Regions from separate parts of the Sus scrofa genome. Here region 2 is linked to region 1. A link is a contact called in public Hi-C data. All regions are on one chromosome and are shown on one strand. Each heading gives the region's core, a stretch centred on a gene start, on an enhancer-like site or on the middle of the called end of the contact. The rest is flanking DNA. Distances are from core to core; before and after follow the strand shown. Region 1 has its middle 100 kb from the start of TSPYL5. Region 2 overlaps CPQ (carboxypeptidase Q).

What was found. A called contact is a pair of places that touch in the nucleus more often than the background predicts.
Region 2: a contact with region 1 is called in a Hi-C map of embryonic fibroblasts, with 2.9 times the contacts expected there. The contact joins two enhancer-like sites. A contact is called at or near these places in 1 of 47 Hi-C or Micro-C datasets (embryonic fibroblasts) and 1 of 2 datasets of contacts at active chromatin or transcription factors (alveolar macrophages).

What each region holds. Positions count from the first base shown.
Region 1 is chr4:39,260,242-39,264,735 of Sscrofa11.1, forward strand. No RefSeq gene overlaps it. Among named protein-coding and RNA genes, the nearest start is that of TSPYL5, 100 kb to the right of the region's middle. Within about 2 kb of position 1,765, at least 7 of the 83 cell types and tissues checked have an H3K27ac peak or open chromatin away from gene starts, as enhancers often do. A contact at or near this core is called in embryonic fibroblasts, where this site is marked.
Region 2 is chr4:39,804,616-39,809,109 of Sscrofa11.1, forward strand. It overlaps CPQ (carboxypeptidase Q), which reads right to left. Exons shown (of 8, transcript NM_001243691.1): 2 at 4,286-4,493. Among named protein-coding and RNA genes, the nearest start is that of CPQ, 49 kb to the right of the region's middle. Within about 2 kb of position 2,741, at least 10 of the 83 cell types and tissues checked have an H3K27ac peak or open chromatin away from gene starts, as enhancers often do. A contact at or near this core is called in embryonic fibroblasts, where this site is marked.

The sequences.
Region 1 (4,494 bases), core at 515-3,014:
TAAGTGTCATCCAGAAGCATATTTTTGAGATTGAGCTGTTCCGGAAAGCCTTTGAAGCACAAGGCTGACCAAGGAAATAATAAAATACAGGCATAATAAATACGGGGGGGGGGGCAAACTCAAGGTGGTTGATTAACGTGTAAAGGTTATTGAAGTGAGCAATGAAATATGGTTTAATCTGGTGGACATGGTTTATTGGGAGAAATTTTAAAACACAAGGCGTTTTAAAACAAACAAACTCCAGCTTTGATGAGTGTGTGTACTTTTGGTAACAGAATACAGAATCTTGAAAAAATGTTAGCGTCCCCTTTGAGGTACAATGGTTTAGCAGAGATTTTTCATTTGAAATTAGTGTTTACTCTCAGCCAGAGAAAACTCCCAGATGTTTTTTCCATTAAGCCATGTATTTAACTGGAAGCCATAATTATAGAGCATTTGGCAATATGTGGTGGGCTAGTGCTCATGTGTGAAGCCTATACTAATATTAATAACTACCATTCATTAAGGGTTTGTCTTGTGTCTGGTCCTGTGTTAAGCACTTTGCAAACTCGTTTAATCCTGAGGAAAACCTGTGAGTATGAGTGTGCCCCTTTGACAAATTAGGAGCCTGCTACCCAGTGAATTTAGGAAGTCCCCCCGCCCATGGTTCTGGAGAGGCAGAGCTGGGATCCAGGGCTGGTCGGTCTGACCCCAGAGCCTCGCTGGCTCTACCCGTGTCCTGAGTAGGGGGATGTGTGCATGGACCTCCATCTGCCTGGCCTTCTACATCAATGGAATGTGTTGTGGTTGGAAAGAACATGTGGTCCCTCCTCCTTGCCAGGGACCAGCACCTCAGTTTCACGCTCTGTAAAATGGGTATCATAATTGCATTTTTTTTTTTTGGTCTTTTTTTTGTCTTTTTAGGGCTGCACCCGTGGCATATGGAGGTTCCCAGGCTAGGGGTCGAATCGGAGCGGTAGCTGCCCGCCTACGCCACAGCCACAACACCAGATCTGAGCCACGTCTGAGATCTATACCACAGCTCATGGCAACGCCGGATCTTTAACCTACCGAGAGAGGCCAGGGATCGAAGCCGCCACCTCATGGTTCCTAGTCAGATTTATTTCCGCTGCACCATGACGGGGACTCTGGATATCATAATTTCTATTACTCTCAGGGTTGGTGTGAGGCCAAAGTGAGACAGTGCATAAAAAAAATTTTGTAAACTGTGAGGTGTCATATAAATATAATATCAATCATGCTAATATTAGTATGACAATAATATGAATCAGTCAATCGTCACCAACTCTGTGCATAGAGTTATTTTTCCTGTTTCCCAGGGAGGCAGAGTGTTTGGCTGGGTGGTTTTTTTGGCTGCACCCACAGCATGGGGAAGCTCCTGGGCTAGGGATTGAACCTGCACCACGGCAGTGACCCAAGCTGCTGCAGTGACAACGCTGGATCCTTAGCTTGCTGTGCCACGAGGGGAACTCCTCGGCTGGCTTTTTAAAGCTTAAAAAACCAAGAATGTGTTTAGGAGTAAAATCCTTTGCCTGCTCTTTCTCCCTCCTCCCTGCAGCTCCAACCCGGGGCCCAAGCCTCCCTGGAGATGGAGAATTTCATTTAACTGAAAAACCTCTTGGCATCTGGAAAGCATTTCTTCCTTTGCCACAATGATTTAAAAGCTTTATTGTCATTCGAAGAACTTTCTTTGTGTGTCTACCCCTGAGCCCCACCCATTCCCAGCCTTTTTTCCTCTAATAGCCCCAAGAGTTTTGAAAGAGGGACTCTGGGATTTTTTCCTTCCTACCCTGAAATATCAAGTGACTCATGGCAGCTGGAAGAGAGCCATTTAAGATAGCAGACTGCCGTGCTGCTACATAAATAATAGGTGGCAGGTCCAGAGCGATTTTTCTTAATCCTGGGCAGGCCTTAGAAGAACCTTGTTCGAAGAGTCTGAAAGAGTGGCGAAGTCTCTCATGGCTCAGAAGCAGGAGATAAGATACGAAGTACCTTTTCTCAGGACCCACACACTAAATGAAAGAACCATCTGGAGGTGCTTCTGGAAGTTCACATGTATTCAATAAATATTTGCTGAAGGCCAATCACATGGAAAGCACCACATCATTAGGGTCTTAGGGATGCAAAGATGAGTAAGACTCAGGGCTTGTTTGCTAGATGCGTTTTTTGTTTTTTTTTTAATGGCCGCACATGCACCATATTGGAGGTTCCCAGTCTAGGGGTCCAATCAGAGCTGCAGCTGCCAGCCTACGCCACAGCCACAGCAACACAGGCTTCAGCCCACATCTGCAACCTACGCCCAGCTGTGGCAACACTGGATCCTTAACCCACTGAGCAAGGCCAGGGATTGAACCCGCATCCTCACGGACACTGCGTCGGGTTTTTAACCCACAGAGCCACGATGGGAACGCCAAGATGCTTTTAAACCATTGGGAGGAAAAGGCTGGAATACAAGAAAGTATAAAATAGGCAATAGCTTGTGTTGTAATAAAGGTGCAACCTATGGGCTTAAGAGGGGTCCCAGAGCACACCCTATTGAGGGACATGAAAATGACTCCATGATAAAGTCAGGACGCTGGGAACGAAGAGTGGTCCAGCTTGGCTGGAGTGTTGGGTTACTAGCAGAAGGGAGTGAGCAACAAGGCAGCGAGGTGAGCAGTTCAGGAAACATTATGAGCCATCTTAATATTAGGCCCTTGAGGGAAACTGACAGAGGAGCCGATCCCCAGAATCAGCTCATTTTCCACAGTTGTTTCAGGTGCATTCCTAGGGTTCTATTAAACCCACATCTTTTGAGGGGTGCTTTAATTGGATTCCTGATACAAAAAGAGCATGACCGAAGCTCATCATCTCCCTTGTTACTTCTTCCTCTTTTTATGCTATCGACTCTTTCCCAGGGCTCAACATCAGAGCTGTGGATGTGTGATAATTGGCTACAACCACTGAAGGCAACAGGGCTCCCTCCTCAGTCTGTCTGAAATCTCTTCATCTTGGTTATATATCCCATAGTGGTTGGCCTGGATCAGGGTTCACTGCAAAACACAGGGGAGGGAGTGGAACGGACTGGGAGTTTGGGGTTAGTAGATGCAAACGCTTACATTTAGAATAGATATGCAATCAGGTCCTGCTGTATAGAACAGGGAACTATTCTGGAGTTCCCGTCGTGGCGCAGTGGTTAACGAATCCGACTAAGAACCATGAGGTTGCTGGTTCGGTCCCTGCCCTTGCTCAGTGGGTTAAGGATCCGGCGTTGCCGTGAGCTGTGGTGTAGGTTGCAGACGCGGCTGGGATCTGGCGTTGCTCTGGCTCTGGGGTAGGCTGGCGGCTACAGCTCTGATTCGACCCCTAGCCTGGGAAGCTCCATATGCTGCGGGAGTGGCCCAAGAAATGGCAAAAAGACACACACACACACACACACACACACACACAAAAACAAACCAGGAACTATTCCAAACTCTTGGGATAGAACATGATGGAAGATAATATGAGAAAAAGAATGTGTATATATATATGACTGGGTCACTTTGCTGTAGAGCAGAAATTGACAGAACATTGTAACTCAACTATACTTTAATAAATAAAATTAGGAGTTCCCATTGTGGCGCAGCATAAATGATTCTGACTAGTATCCATGAGGGTGCAGTTTGATCCCTGGCCTCTCAATGGGTTGGGGATCCAGCACTGCCTTGAGCTGTGGTGTAGGCCGGTGACTACAGCTCCAATGTGACCCCTAGCCTGGGAATTCCATATGCTGCAGCCCTAACAAACCAACCAACACAAAAGCCCAAACAAACAACAACAACAGCAAAGCACAGGGAGGTTTTTAGATGATTTGTTCCCAACCCTGGCTGCACATCAGGATCACTCTGGGATTGTTGAAAAATTCCAGTCCTTTGGCCCAACCTTGGGATAACTGGCTCAGAATCCCTGGGGCTGGGGCTGGGCACAGATATTTAAAATGTATAATGAGTGAGGAATCACTGCTTTAGATGATTTCTGCCAGCAAACTCAGAAACTCAGCCCTCAAGGAGCCAAACATTTCCTTTTTTGGATATCTTTTCCTGAATCCAGGGTAAAATAAAGACGTGTCGTCTTTTAGTGTAAGTTCCCAGTCAAGTGCTCTTTAGAAGCAGCAGCCAGCAGCCCTGCTGCCGGGGGAAAGGCAGAGAAGGCATGTTTTTCCCATGTGGGGACCCAAGCAGGCTAAGGTCAGAATTGTGACTTTTGATCAACTGAATGCTTGTTCTTCTTCCTAAACATGGTGACATACCAGAGTGACGTTTGACTCTGCCTTGTAACCTGTGATTCATTCTCTCGGCACATCATCTCTCCCTCTTTTTTTTTTAGGGTCTTACCCACAACATAGGGAAGTTCCCAGGCTAGAGGTCAAATCAGAGCTGCAGCTGCCAGCCTACACCGCAGCCTCAGCAATGTGGGATCTGAGCCACGTCTTCGACTTACACCACAGCTCAAGGCAACACCGGATCCTTAACC
Region 2 (4,494 bases), core at 1,491-3,990, 550 kb after region 1:
CGACCACGTGACTGCTGTACTTCCAAAACGGCTGGCAAATATTGATAACTGACCTGAGAGGTGACAAGTCACATGATACAACACATTTCCTATCCGTTAGGAGACCCTCGAATTTTGAAGTCAAGCAGCAACACAGTTTCTGTTTTTCAGTGTTGCTGAGTCCCATGTGCTTCTTAAACAGAATTCAGTATTGCCCATTGCCATACAGCTAAGTATGACTCAAAACATCACTGTTCACAAATATTGTGGAAGAAAAAAGATACAAGCTGGCACAATGGCATCTGGATATTTTCCTCCAGATACAGAGAAAAGTGTCATAAAAGTTGAAGTTATGGAGTTTCCCTCAAGGTACAGTGGAAACGAATCTGACTAGGAACCATGAGGCTGCAGGTTCAATCCCTGGCCTTGAGCAGGGAATTAAGGATCCAGCGCTGCCGTGAGCTGCGGTATAGGTCACAGACGTGGCTCAGTGGCTGTGGCTGTGGCTGTGGCTGGCAGCTGTAGCTTCGATTGGACCCCTAGCCTGGGAACCTCCATTTGCCGTGAGTGCGGCCCTAAAAAGCAAAAAGAAAAAAAGTTGTTGTGTTGAATGTACTACATAAAGGCTCTCTTGGTCAGAGGGCACAAGGCATCAGGTCACCTGATTAGGGAAAGAGCCCTACCTTAAGTGATCCCATAACCTCAGACAAGTTGATTCTTTCAATAGTCATTTCCTGAGTGACCACTATGTGTCAAACATTATACTAGATTATGGAGATAGAGAGTTAATCCATGTTTTCCTGGAACTTATAATCCAGTGCAGAGTCAGGCCGTTGGAGTGCATTGCCCAGTTGTTCACTAAACTAACTTTCCTCTCACCATGAGCACAAAGATAGACCAAACTGCATTCTGGCTAGTGGAATGTAAGCGGAAGCAAGGTATGCCATGGCCAGGCCTGGCACGGAAAACCTTTCCCTTGATTATCGACTTTCTCTCCCCAGCTCCTGATTAGCCAAATGGATGCAGAGGACCCCGCAGAAGACTCTGATTTCTTAGAGGTGATGGAGCCACAGGATGGAAAGGAGCAGACGGCTACCTGCGGAGCACCCTCCTAGAATCATTATGTGAGTAAGAAAGAGATTCCTGTTGTGTTAAGTGGCTAAGTTGTTTGTTACAACAGTTAGTCTACCCCCACCAAAGCAGGCACCCAAACTACCTCCAAGACTTTGATGCAGAATATACACCAGCTGACATGAGCTACCCAAAAGAGATAGCTCACCTGGGCTAGAGTTGGATATCAGGGAAGGCTCCCCAGAAGAAGAAACACTTCAGATAAACTGAAGGATAGTGTGAAATAGTGAAGAAGGGGATCGAAAAGTTGCGGAGGAAGAAGCATTTGCAAAGTCATGGAACTTTGAGGAAATGGGGTGCACTAGGAAAGTCTTAGTGACCCCTGACTAGAAGAACGTGGAGTGATGTTGGGAAATGGAGTTGCTCAATGTGTATTTGCTGAAATGACTTATACAGAGCAGAAGCTGGGAGATGTAATAACCATTAAAAATGATGGATAAGGGGCAAGAAAAAAGTAATCAAGGATCATCTAACTCAGAGTGCAGAACAGATGGCATTCTCTTCACTGAGAAAATGCAGGGGAGAGGTGAAAGAATGAGCTCAATTAGGAAGGAAGGAAGGAAGGAAGGAAGGAAGAAAGAAAGAAAGAAAGAAAGAGAAAGAAAGAAAGAAAGAAAGAAAGAAAGAAAGAAAGAGAAAGAAAGAAAGAAAGAAAGAAGAAAGTAGTCAATAGTAAGAAATGCTTCAGAGAGTTAAAGATGATGGCCTGAAAAATGTCCATTATATTTGACAGCTAGGCAGCTATTTGTGACCTTAACAATTTCCATTTAGTACTGGGAAGAGCCAGGTTAAAATGGTCTGCAGAGGAGTTCCTGCCATGGCGCAGCGGAAATGAATCCGACTAGGAACCATGTGGTTGTGGGTTCGATCCCTGGCCTCGCTCAGTGGGTTAAGGATCTGGCATTGCCATGAGCTGTGGTGTAGGTTGAAGATGCAGCTCAGATTCAGCATTGCTGTGGCTCTGGAGTAGCCCGGCGGCTACAGCTCTGATTGAACCCCTATCCTGGGAACCTCCATATGCCTCCAGTTTGGCCCGAAAAAGACAAAAAGAAAAAAGAACACAATGAACTTCTTTGCAGAACAGATACTGACTCACAGACTTTGTTTCCAAAGGAGACAGGTTGGGGGGTGGGGGGATGTGCTGGGGGTTAGGGATAGATATGCTATAAAATTGGGTTATGATGATCATTGTACAACTATAAATGTAATAAATTCAGGGAGTAATATATAAACAAAAAAAAAGAGTCCACTGAAACATGTCTGGCTATAAAATCAATGAAAAAATTAGAACCAGTCCGGATCTAGAAATATTAAGAAAAACGGCGTTTGAATACACATTATATGTTGCCAACCCCAAATCTTAGAGGCTGGATAAAATTCTTCTGGTGCTCCTAGGTTACAGCCTCGGTTTCCAGATGTCCTCATTACACCAGGAAAAAAAAAAAAAATGCCAATGAACCCTGGCAGATTGCTGTGCATTAAGTCATCTGGGAATTTATTAGTCTTATGAGTAGTAGTTCTTAAATAAATGTTTCTGGCAATCACCTAGTTTCACAAAGCAACAGACTGGCTCCATAATTTAGGCCTCATGACCAGTGAAATCATGGTGAATGACCACAAGTTGCTGAGTATGTTATTCTAAGGGGTAACTGAGGGATTCTGGGAAGTAAGCTAGCTATTTCAGGACTTCCCTCCTGGGATGATTAACCATCCAAAAGAATATGGTCAAATTGCTATTTTACTAGTCACCAAACCTTTAAAGACTCTACAAAGAGCATTATTTTTAGCCCTATGACATCACTGTAACTAGGTTTTCTCTCACAGAACTTTTTAACAAGTGGCTTTAACAAGCCCCATCTTCCTCCCCAGGAAGATAACTTATCCCCGTGAAAGAAAAACTTCCTTTCCTTTTCTCTGCCCTTTTGGAAAGCTTTCTACCTGGGTTTCCTAGTCGCTGATGTCTCCTCAGTTATTTTCTTTTCAAAGGTGTAGGGTGATAATTAATTAAGGTCAGGCAACTGTGTCTCCAGCTCCGAAGAGCACATGTGCAAAATAACAAGACATTCCTTTACACAAAAATCTAAAGATCTAGGTTTGAGATCCAAATAAATGCTATTTGCAGTTATTTATGCATGTTTTTCTAATCTTACAGAGACCAGGCTATAACACTAAAATGGCACTTCTTTCATCGATGTTTATCCTTGATAGGTGATGTAGCTACTAAACTCGGCCCAATGTCTTCAGGTCAATTTTTAGACTGTTTACCCACTGCAATGCCAAATTTCCTCTTAAGACTGAAAGTCGATAAAGTGCTTTGCAATGACCCCAATCAGAACTACAAAGAAAAAGACAAAACTTACGACGTGACCCTCAGAAAATACCACCAAACGTTTACATAGACCTTTATAGATAAAATCATTTGGTAAATGAGTGTTCATCATCACTGATTAATAGAGGAGAAGAGTGAGGCCCAAAGAGTTTTAAGAACATTCCTAAGGGGGTAAGGGATTAACAGGTACAAACTACTATGTATAAACTAAATAAGGAACAATAATACATTGTTCAGCAGAGGGAATTATCGCCATTATCTCATAATAACTTGGGGAGTATAATCTGCAAAAATACTGAATCATCACGCTGTACACCTGAAACTACACTTCAATTAAAAAAATAAGAACACTCTCAAGGCCTAATAGTTCTTCAGAAGCAGAACCAGGTCTATATCCAAGGTGCTCTGCTTTCCCAACTCTTTCCACTACACGATAGATGGCCCCCATCAGGTTACCCACTTTATTTTTATTTCACTTCTCTAGTGAAAATGGAAAAAAAAAAAAAAGCCTGGCTTCCTCTGAGGTCATTCGGAATCTTTGATGAAATGCAGACATGAATTCAGTTCTCCCTCCAGTGCAAATACATAAAATATATTGGTTATAGAAGGAATGTTATGGCATCATCGTGGATGTGGAAAACTTTTTAAAGGAATGCGCAAGTGATGCTTGGAATCCTGAAAGGGGCAATGAAGACATGACAAACAAATGACCAAATATGGGATAGGGGAAAATTCCATGAACCGTCAGTATTTTCATTTGACTGGTTTGTTTTCATTTCCTAGGAGCTTCTCTTTCATAGAAAACCTGGGGTTTTGAAAGCATTTCAAAGAAACATAACGACCAACCTGTAGATGGAGAAGGAAGCCACTGATCGAATGAGGGATGCCAAAGCCCCCACCTTGGCAGCCTCCACAGCCCCCTGGACGCGGTACTGCACTGTTCTCGAGTAGTTGCTGTAAGGTTGATTATAAACGACAATCTTCCCTCTTGCTTCTGGGGCCCTTCTCTGCAGTTCATCGAAAGAGGTCACCACCAGAACTTCTGCTGTAATCCC